Regions from separate parts of the Bicyclus anynana genome. Here region 1 is linked to region 2. A link is a contact called in public Hi-C data. All regions are on one chromosome and are shown on one strand. The core of a region is the stretch at or near the end of the contact, and the rest is flanking DNA. Distances in the headings are between cores, read along the strand shown. Region 1 overlaps LOC112058090 (serine/threonine-protein kinase MARK2). Region 2 overlaps LOC112058090 (serine/threonine-protein kinase MARK2).

The links. A called contact is a pair of places that touch in the nucleus more often than the background predicts.
Region 1: a Hi-C map of whole larva shows a contact between it and region 2, with 4 times the contacts expected there. The contact joins two enhancer-like sites. A contact is called at or near these places in 2 of 2 Hi-C or Micro-C datasets (whole body and whole larva).

Annotation. Positions count from the first base shown.
Region 1 is chr18:2,401,968-2,406,841 of ilBicAnyn1.1, forward strand. All of the region lies in intron 1 of LOC112058090 (serine/threonine-protein kinase MARK2), which reads right to left. Among protein-coding and RNA genes, the nearest start is that of LOC112058090, 30 kb to the right of the region's middle. Within about 2 kb of position 2,629, at least 8 of the 8 cell types and tissues checked have open chromatin away from gene starts, as enhancers often do.
Region 2 is chr18:2,259,462-2,264,524 of ilBicAnyn1.1, forward strand. It overlaps LOC112058090 (serine/threonine-protein kinase MARK2), which reads right to left. Exons shown (of 21, transcript XM_052886767.1): 4 at 4,215-4,322; 5 at 3,705-3,827; 6 at 2,967-3,102; 7 at 1,911-2,046; 8 at 880-1,064. Among protein-coding and RNA genes, the nearest start is that of LOC112058089, 81 kb to the left of the region's middle. Within about 2 kb of position 3,695, at least 7 of the 8 cell types and tissues checked have open chromatin away from gene starts, as enhancers often do.

The DNA of each region.
Region 1 (4,874 bases), core at 1,379-3,878, 140 kb after region 2:
ACATGCACGAGTAATAACTATATTGTGTAAGGAATGGAAATTACAGACACTGATGATGTTTTCGTTTTACACGAAACAAACTAAGCAGACAAGTGTTAACCGGAGAAATAAAATCATTGCAATTTATGTTCACTGCTCATAATTCGGTTAAATAAAATTCAACTGTCTGTAAAGGGTGTGGCAAATATATATATTTTTAATGTTGTCGCGAAAATGAATCATTTATATTGGCTAAGGGTAAAGTTACCCTGCTTTGTAATTACACATTTAATAAATGTTGTTTAAGACATAAGTATCTGGAATATGTACTGCCAGAGACAAATATTGAGGAAACATCGTGATATTTAAATTACCAAATTACAACTAAAACTGTAAAATAATGATAATTATCTGAATTAGTTAGATTAGACGGAGATAAGAAAACGTCGCCAAAATTTTCAAATTTAGTTTAAAACTTCCTATTTTAGAAAAACGAGTTTTTTAAATTACTTCATTGTAATAATAGTCTTGAAAATATACGTTGATTTGTATATTTTTGTGTCTCTCATTTTTCGATAACAATGGCAATAGATGTATGAGCAAATGTTACATGATCAGAAAAATTTAGGATCTTACTAATTTCTCAAATAATTTCATTACCAATACCATCTTAACCTGCAATTTCTAAAGAGGCACAATTATCATAAGTAGGGAAGCCAAACATTTAAATATTAACATAAGCGGATTATTGCTCAATAGGCCTTGCGACTTCTCTTTTTACTTTTTACTTTTTCTTTTATTTTTATACATTAAGCTAAACATAAAACTTGTTATTTTTACATGGTTTATGTGATTTATCTCAACCGTACTACCCGGTAAAAAAAAATTTAACGTTGCGTTTGACTAGGGTACTACGGGGTATATTTTCAACGAGCAGCATAGGCTATATTTTATTCCCGTATTGCCACGGGAACGGGAATTACGCCGGTGAAACTGCGGGCATCTGCTACTAGCAAAATAAATATGTAATGTGTAATACTGCAAAATTAAGTCCTACATCCAAACAAAAGGCCTATGCTGACAAGTTTAATATGAATTTATATGTACCAACATAAACTGTATTTCTTTTGTTGTTACATAAAGATAAAGAAGTAGTTTTAACAAGCGTCAAGGTCAAGTGTCCAAGAATAGAGTGGAGGGGTTCATCAGATGCGAGCTGAATGACATTTATTGCACACTACACATTGTTTGATGCGTTACGTAACGCTTTTTGTTTACACGTTCGTATTGAGTCATCATTTACCAAGTCTTCATGATTAGAGTTTTATAAATTTCTACCGACATTTTGGGAGGAACCATGGTCGGGAAGATATGTGAAAGTTGGTACGAGGATAGTCATGTTGGAAGCTTAATCGAATCCATGACTTGCGACCAACAAAATAATGTCATGAAGAGAAATAGCCAAATTTCAACAAATGACGGTGCAACCGGAAAATCCGCAATCTCTTTCATTGCGTTGGTAGCCGTCATCGGACAATTTGTCTATTTCCCTTCGCTTGGTCCCATGTGAGCACTACTGAAGAAGTTATAGGTAATGGTATAGGTTAATACCTATGTACATGCATAATGAACTTGCTTATATCGACAAGTCACGTGGATGTCACCTTGACACGATCGCAGCGACTCCCGCGCAATCATCCAATTGACGCACCGGACAAGATGGCGGCGCGAGTCCGTTGACAGTTGCGTTCGATAATAATTAGTCAAAGGTGACATAAAATACACCCAGCCCACCGACCTGCATTGGTGCAGCGTGTTGGATCTAAACTTTATATCCCTATCCCTATAAGCTATATATGTAAAATTTAATCCTACTAATATTATAAACGCTAAAGCGAAAGTATGGATGTTTGGATGTTTGTTACTCTTTAACGCCGCCACAACTGAAGCGATTTGGCTAAAATTTGGAATGGAAATGGATTTTACTATGGATTAACACATAGGCTACTTTTTATCCCGAAAAAATCTATGGTTTCCCGAGATTTGCGAAGAATGATGATATTAATGTTTGTTACTCTTTCACGCCTCGACTACTGAACCGAATTAACTGAAATTTGGTATTGAGATATATTATAGCATAGATTAACACATAGGCTACTTTTTATCCCGGAAAACTGATGGTTCCCGAGGGATTTGTGAAAAACTAATTCCACGCAGACGTCCGCTAGTTTAGCAAAATAACAACCAGAACATCACAAAAGTTTTAAAACTAAAATATCATAACAAATAACTACATTTTACATTTTTTTCTTAAAGCTATCAACAAACTGCAAGACCACCTTGTCTTGTACAATAAATAATTACAAACACAATACATTAAAGGAAAATCACGTCTCATTGAAATAAATGATAATAGTGAAATAAAAAAAAAAACAACAAAACAAAGAAACCTCTCGTAGTTAACATTGAAAACAACGCTATGTCAACTTACAAGATAGTACAACAAACACGGTTATCGCTGTACCAATATACTAATATACCTACATTATTATTTGAACGCTGGGAGATAAAAGGTAAATCAATAGTCTGAAACACCAAGTATACGTGACTTGCAGCGCCATCTATTATGCAGTAGCTGATTCGCTAAGCGACGCCACGTAGCGGTTGGCGGCGGAACTGCGCGCTTGATGGTTTGTATCTAGGCATTAAAGTTGCAGAGACCTTTAAAGTTGGTTCCTATCTTCGGTTGTGGTAATAAAATGCAATTTCGTCATTGGTACTGAAATGAGTTTTAAAAATGTTTTTGTGTTTTATTATATATCAAGAAACAATTTGTTATTAAAAATGTCCATTTACAAAAATTTTCAACAAAATCAGTAACATTAAAATATTTTTTTTATAACAATATATACTCGGAGGCACGATTATCCGACCACTTTAATATACTCGCGTCCGATTAAAGTGGGCGGATAATTGTGCCTCTGAGTATATATCACAATATAACCTGTTGTGCAGCTTATCATTACAGCCATCCTTTTAAGGCCGGCGTATATCTGGCAATATGCATCGTAGGTCAATTTTAACTATTAATCTATTCGTAATAAGCTAAGTAATATTGAAATAAAATCGACAATTATTTCAACTTACATCACTAACATGTTTTTGTTGTTAAATAATTAATGACCAGGCTATGCCTCAAATATTTTATTACTAACGAATGAGCCTCCTCAGATATACAGCAGCCCTAAGATAGCAAAATAAAAATAAAGCCCGAAGCCAATTCAATATTCTCTGCAGATGGTACAAGTTTAGTCCCGTGTCTAGTTACCTACTCTATACATTGATATACAAATACAAAGATATCACCATACAGAAAATTAGTTTCCACTCTAGATTGTTTTTTAGATTTTAAACTATTGTGAGTGTAGTGTAGTGTTCTCTAGATTGCTTTGTTATTATTTTCGAACGATATAACATGAGAAAAAATTAACTTAGTTTTCTTGTATTATTTTATATTCTCTAGATTGTTTTGTTATTATTTCCGATAAAAACGATTTATTATGAGAAAAATTCAACTTAGACATTTTTGTGTATTACTTTAAATTATAAGATAATAAGCAACATAGGTATATGGTGTAACTTGACACAAATTTATTTTAATTTTCAAGATGCAAGATTATTTTAAGTTTATTTCAATAACCATTTTTATAATCTGATATCATATCTTCGGTTCCGTCGTATATCAGAGACTCAATAAATTAAATATTGGACGTTGAACGTTGGATAGAAAATGCAATTATAGGAGAATTTAATTACTTCTGCTGTCCGTCCAAGCAACGTAAATATTATGGCAATAAAACGTTCTATACGTTCAAGGGTTGGACTCGATTTCGAAAATTCATAGGTTCGATACTCCATTCGTTGTAAAGGTTAGTCATTTCTTAATTTAAAACAGAAACAGGTAACTATTTATTGATTTGATCCACTAGTGACTGTTACAGTTTTTACATAATAATCTAAAAAATACAAATACAAGGCTCTGTGCAATCTTAATAAAGCAAATTAATAATTATAAAAATAGTTTACGGTTTACGAAAAAAAGACAGTTTACAGTTAACAAAAAAAAAATCAGTTGGCACTATTTGAGTGTTATTTATTAGAAAAAAAATAAAATGAAAGAGGTATAAAAAATGTTACATTTTGAATAGGAAAAATTAGTTTAGTAACATTAGGTATAAAACTAACTTGTGATATGTCTGACAAACTTGGTGAGTCTATGTTGATATAGAACGACTTATACTTATAATTTACATTTGGCTGGTGGGAGGCTTTGGCCGTGGCTAGATAGTTACCATCAAAGACGTACCGCCAAGCGATTTAGCGTTCCAGTACGACCTCGTGTAGAAACCGAAAGTGAATTTCATCCTCCTAACAAATTAGCCCGATTCCTTCCGGGTCCATTCCATCAGGTGAGATTGTAGTCAAGGGCTAACTTGTATAGAATAAAAAAAAAGAAAAAATATTCTAGGCATAGTAGAATACGAATTGCTTGGCGAGAGTATCTACTCGTACTAGGCGCCCTAAAGTTAATTTTGCTTTGCAGAATTGGTGCTATCTGGATTCTCAGTAATTTATACACATAAGAATGTTTGATCCAAGTTCCTTCTTTTGTCGAGTGTCTATAGACTAGGGCTTGTGAATCCTCACCATGGTCACCAAGGTCCAAACGTGGACCTTGGTGGCTTTAGGGGGTAGGTGAACTACGTCGGTAGATTCAGCTAGTTTTTTTTTTTCTTTAAATGTTAGCCCTTGACTACAATCTCACTTGATGGTAAGTGATGATGCAGTCTAAGATGGAAGCAGGCTAACTTGTTAGGAGGAGGATATAAATCCAC
Region 2 (5,063 bases), core at 2,445-4,944:
AAAGTTTCTTTTTTAAGTACCTCTAACTAAAATTATAAATAACTTCAGATAAACTAAGTTAAGGATACAATTGACAACATTTGACCTGGTTCTACTTGATGAAGTAGTTGAAGAAACTATAGTCTGTTCATTGTACTGACACACTATGTTATATGACGCAGACCTCATGAATCTCACCATGAAGGTGAACACTATGGAGACATCAGCATATCCATATGTTATACTATGGGAATTGGGTGGATTAGTCCCTGGTTAGGACTGATCACCCTTAGGGCCTCATTAGACCTCTCCTCTAGAAAAATGTAGGTATAATACTGAAGTGACGAATATCTTAGCATTCAATGGCTTCACCGAGCAGGTGCCGGGTACTTCGCGTGGTAGAGAGAAAAACTCCGAGCAGAGTCCTGGACTTGTGACTACAGGATTTAGGGTTAAGGATATCCTTGACGATCGATCAACACTCCCCTCCTCCGCTCGTGTTGTTCGCCGCCAAATTTGGTAAGATCCTATTAAAGCAGCTTTGGGTACTCGTTCTAATATAGAACTAGCTGCACTTCTAAAGAGGCCAAGGTCTTCAAGGAAGTTATAGAGAGATTTAGCTGGTAATCCTCTCGCACCTACTTCAACGGCGTACAGACTAACTACATACCCATTTTTAGTTAGTTCGGAATGTTAGTCTCTCACGGCACAGTAAGCTCAACAAGCACGCTTAGTTTGTTTGCAAAAAAAGGAAAATATCTGATCTAGATCTTAAAACAGCGTCATCCTTTGGGATTTTATAATGTTTTTCATATGTATCCATCGACAAAGTCCAATCAGGTGCAGAATCTAGGATTGAACAGGGGTTTAGCCATGTTCTGGCAGTGTCTCCGTACTCACCTATCCGTTTGTGGTCCTTGAAGTCCTGCTGTGGTTCGACGTACGGCCGCAGCTCGTCGTCCTCATAGCCCGTGTTCATCCACTTGTCGCGCATGATGCTCTCGAGGGAGGCCCGCTTCGCCGGGTTCAGCACGAGGAACTTTTTGAGTAGATTCTCGCAATCCGTTGACATGTAGAAAGGTATTCTGGAATCAATTAAAAGCTAACGTTATTAATATTCTAATATTCGGAAAAGAAAAAACTTTAAGCTACCAAAAACTATACGTGTGTATTATTTTACAGGAATATTTCCTTGCGGAATAAGAGCTCCCGGGCGTGTGATCCATTTTCTTTACCACGAAGCGATAGAGGCTTAAATCACGCAGCTTTATAGTCCGCTCTGACAGAGGATGTGGGATGCCTGCCTCCGATTCCGGAGGGTGTGGGTTCGAATCCGGTCATGCACCTCCAACTTTTCAGTTGTGTGCATTTTTCAAGAAATTAAATATCACATGTCTCAAACGGTGAAGGAAAAACATCGTGAGGAAACCTGCAAACCAGAGAATTTTCTTAATTCTCTGCGTCTGTGAAGTCTGCCAATCCGCATTGGGCCTGCGTGGTGGACTATTGGCCTAACCCCTCTTATTTTGAGAGGAGACTCGAACTCAGCAGTGAGCCGAATATGGGATGATGATGATGATGATGATGAATTACACTTGCGCAGGGGTATTACACGAGGACCAGAGACGTAGCTCCCCCCTATCAATGATACTGAGCCTACAGACTACATTACATCATCAAAAACAAAAATTAGTAAAATGTAAATCACACAATCTCAATTAGTCTGGTGCTTCTTGGGGAAAAAAAACTGCAAAAAGTCAAAAATTTCATTTTTCCTCTTGGTCACTTCTTGTTCTACATAGGTCAAGTCACTGTCATATTTATTTTAAGCGAGCTTTTTTGTTTGTAAGAAATCTTTACCCTTAATTTGGGCCCCCCCTCTTGATACGGGGCCCCTACAAGGCACGCTACCCCACCGTCGCGGACTGTACCTGTACTTCCCCCGCAGCACTCGCTCCCGCAGCTCGCGCAGCGTGGAGCCGTCGAAGGGCAGCGAGCCCGACACGAGTGTGTACAGGATCACGCCCAGCGACCACACGTCCACTTCGGGGCCGTCGTACTTCTTGCCTGCAATATGAGACACATTGACATAAAGTGACCATTATCAGAAGAACCCCAGAAGAACCAAAGCCACTGACATAGCTCAGCGAGTCGCGAAGCTGAAGTGGCAAAGGGCAGGGCATGTAGTTCGAAGAGTCGATGGATGTTTGGGTCCCAAAGTGCTGAAATGACGACGTCCATCGGCTGTTGATGAGGATGATGACCATTATCAGATTATTTTAACGGCCCACTATAAGGCCAGTCGTACCTCCTCACAGGAGAGGAGATATGATCTCAGATATTGATGATAATAAACACGAATAACAATTTAAACTTCCCAGCTCTGAGAGAAGAGTTATGGAGTTATTTACTGACTTATTAATTGAATGAAAAGGTCTTCACGCACGTTAGACTTAGGAAGTTGGAGAATGAGTTACGAAAAGTGTAATCGGACGAGGCTTTTAAAATGTGTGCTGCTATCTACAGGCATAGTAAATCAGTGTTTATTATTGTAAATTACCAACAGCAAACGCTTGGCAGTCCCGCATGGGGCAAGTCACAGAAACCGACACCGATAGCGAGAAATCGCAGTCCGCGTGGGATGCCAGGATTTACGACATCCCGGACAACCCATAGGTCAAAAGGCCTCAATCCCGAAATAGCTTGAAAGAACAAGACCGGGTGAGAATGTTCCTCCACGACTACCTGATCTTATCGGCAGGAGACGATCTGGCTGGCGAATAGATGGCATTATCAGGGAACTTGAACATATAAGGCTAGTCCTCCCTCTTTAGAGGAGATAACTTATGGGTGATACTGTAGAATTCCTTAACAACCTCTATTTGATGACAATGGTTTACGTGCTCACGGCACGGGAGTCTTCCCAGCTCTGGGAGAGGAGACGTGGAGCTCACATACGCGGCTCCAATGAGGGAAGGCGGGCGTACCTTGGAACAGCTCTGGCGCGGCGTAGGGCGGCGAGCCGCAGAAGGTGTCGAGCTTGGCGCCCGGCGTGAACTCGTTCGAGAACCCGAAGTCCGCGATCTTTATGTTCATCTCGCCATCGAGCAGCAGGTTTTCCGCCTGGAGTGCATACATTCACTGGATAAATGTAAATCGTTAACAAAAAATTAAAAAACATATTATTAAGAGCCATATTAATATGCGTCCTTAGTGTTTTACTCGCGTATTAAAATCTTCAAACATGTAGCCTTTGTTAGATAGTCTATGGTACTCCTGTGAGTCTAGCTACCTTATATACAAAAACAATTTTGCTGCTAGGAGTAACACTAATGTCCACTGCTTTTTTATTAAATTAATCCCTCTTATTAAGGGAGCAGCCCCAAAAGCCCCTAGCTGCATCACTGCAATTTGTATGAAAATTCCAAGTGACGACATATCGAGAATGCGCTATTCGATCGCGAACGAAACCATATCCTAAAGTAACCCCAAGTACTAAAGCGAGGCGCTTCGTGTACGAACCTCGGATTGCATCGAATCCTTTGGCTCAGGCGCAAAAACCGACAACGGTCAGTAGTCCAGCGAGGTTGAGGTTGCACGAAGCGAAGTGAAATTTGTGTAGGCCATCATCATGTGTTGTGTTGTGTATCGTATTCGATTAACTTCGCGAGTAGCGTATTGGTGGGTGTCCATTTTGTCTAAGTGCGAGCGGAGTCTGAGCTCACCTTGAGATCCCTGTGTATGATCCTCTTCTGATGGCAGTACTGCACTGCGGACACTATTTGCCTGAACTTGGCGCGCGCCTCCTTCTCCTTCATGCGCCCGTGTAGCACCAAGTAGTCGAACACCTGGAAATGATACAAATTAATATTAAATAAAATCGTAAAGTGATATATTTTTTAAAGAATGGTTGCCATATCTTTTAAATATGACCAATATTCCAATTCCCCTCAAAACTAGTCGGAAAAGACTACGGGTCAAACCCCAACAACTAAAAATAATACTTTCAAAAGGAAATTAAAAAAGTATTTTTAGACTACAAAATTTTTTGGAATGTTTATTTCTTCTCAGTCTGTCTGCCTTTTGTCATTGTCATTTCAATGTTTTTATTAACTTTTTCTCCTTTTCTGGGTTTACCAGCAACATATTTGCAACAGCGTAAGTGGTCTCCTCTTCTATTAGATAAGGGATAAGGGGTCTAACCCTCAAGACTACGTAGCATGAATGATACTTACTTCGCCACCAGACGCGTACTCCATCACGAGGTACAGTGTTTTTTCTGTTTCGATAACTTGGAACAGTTTCACAATGTTGGGGTGATCGAGCATTTTCATTATCCGCACCTGAAAACAAATATCAAATACATTATAATAAACCATTTTATAAAATAAAATATACATAAATTATATATTGTTATAGGTAATAGTAACTTGTAATCTTATCGTTTACTGTTTGTTGACCCAAATAAAAATTTAAAAAAAAAAAAAAATAGTCACAGAATGTAGATTTTTTTTTTTTTTATTCTTGACAAGTTAGCCCTTGACTACAATCTCACCTATGGTAAGTGATGATGCAGTCTAAGATGGAAGCGGACTAACTTGTTAGGAGGAGGATGAAAATCCACACTCCTTTGGTTTCTACACGACATCGTACCGGAACGCTAAATCGCTTGGCGGTACGTCTTTGCCGGTAGGGTGGTAACTAGCCACGGCCGAAGCCGCCCACCAGCCAAAATTTAAGATTTAAGACATACAAGGTTCCGCTAGGTGCAGGCAGCTCGAGATTGTTTTAAAGACATTATAGGTCTTAGACTTAGTCCAACAGTGGACGTCCAGTATTTATTGTGTTACTATAGTCATTATCGTGATCAGCCAATAAAAGTCATCCATTGCTGGATATGGCCTTTTGTAAGGACTTTCATACACCATGGTTTTATGCTACTTGCTTTTGCAACCTGTTTTTATATCATCGGTCTACCTAGTGGGTCAACCAATACTCTCTGGTGCGGGGTCGCTGTTCGAGCACCTTGAGAATTCAACCTCCACCAGCACATGGACTATGAGCCCAACCAATTACCACTTCAG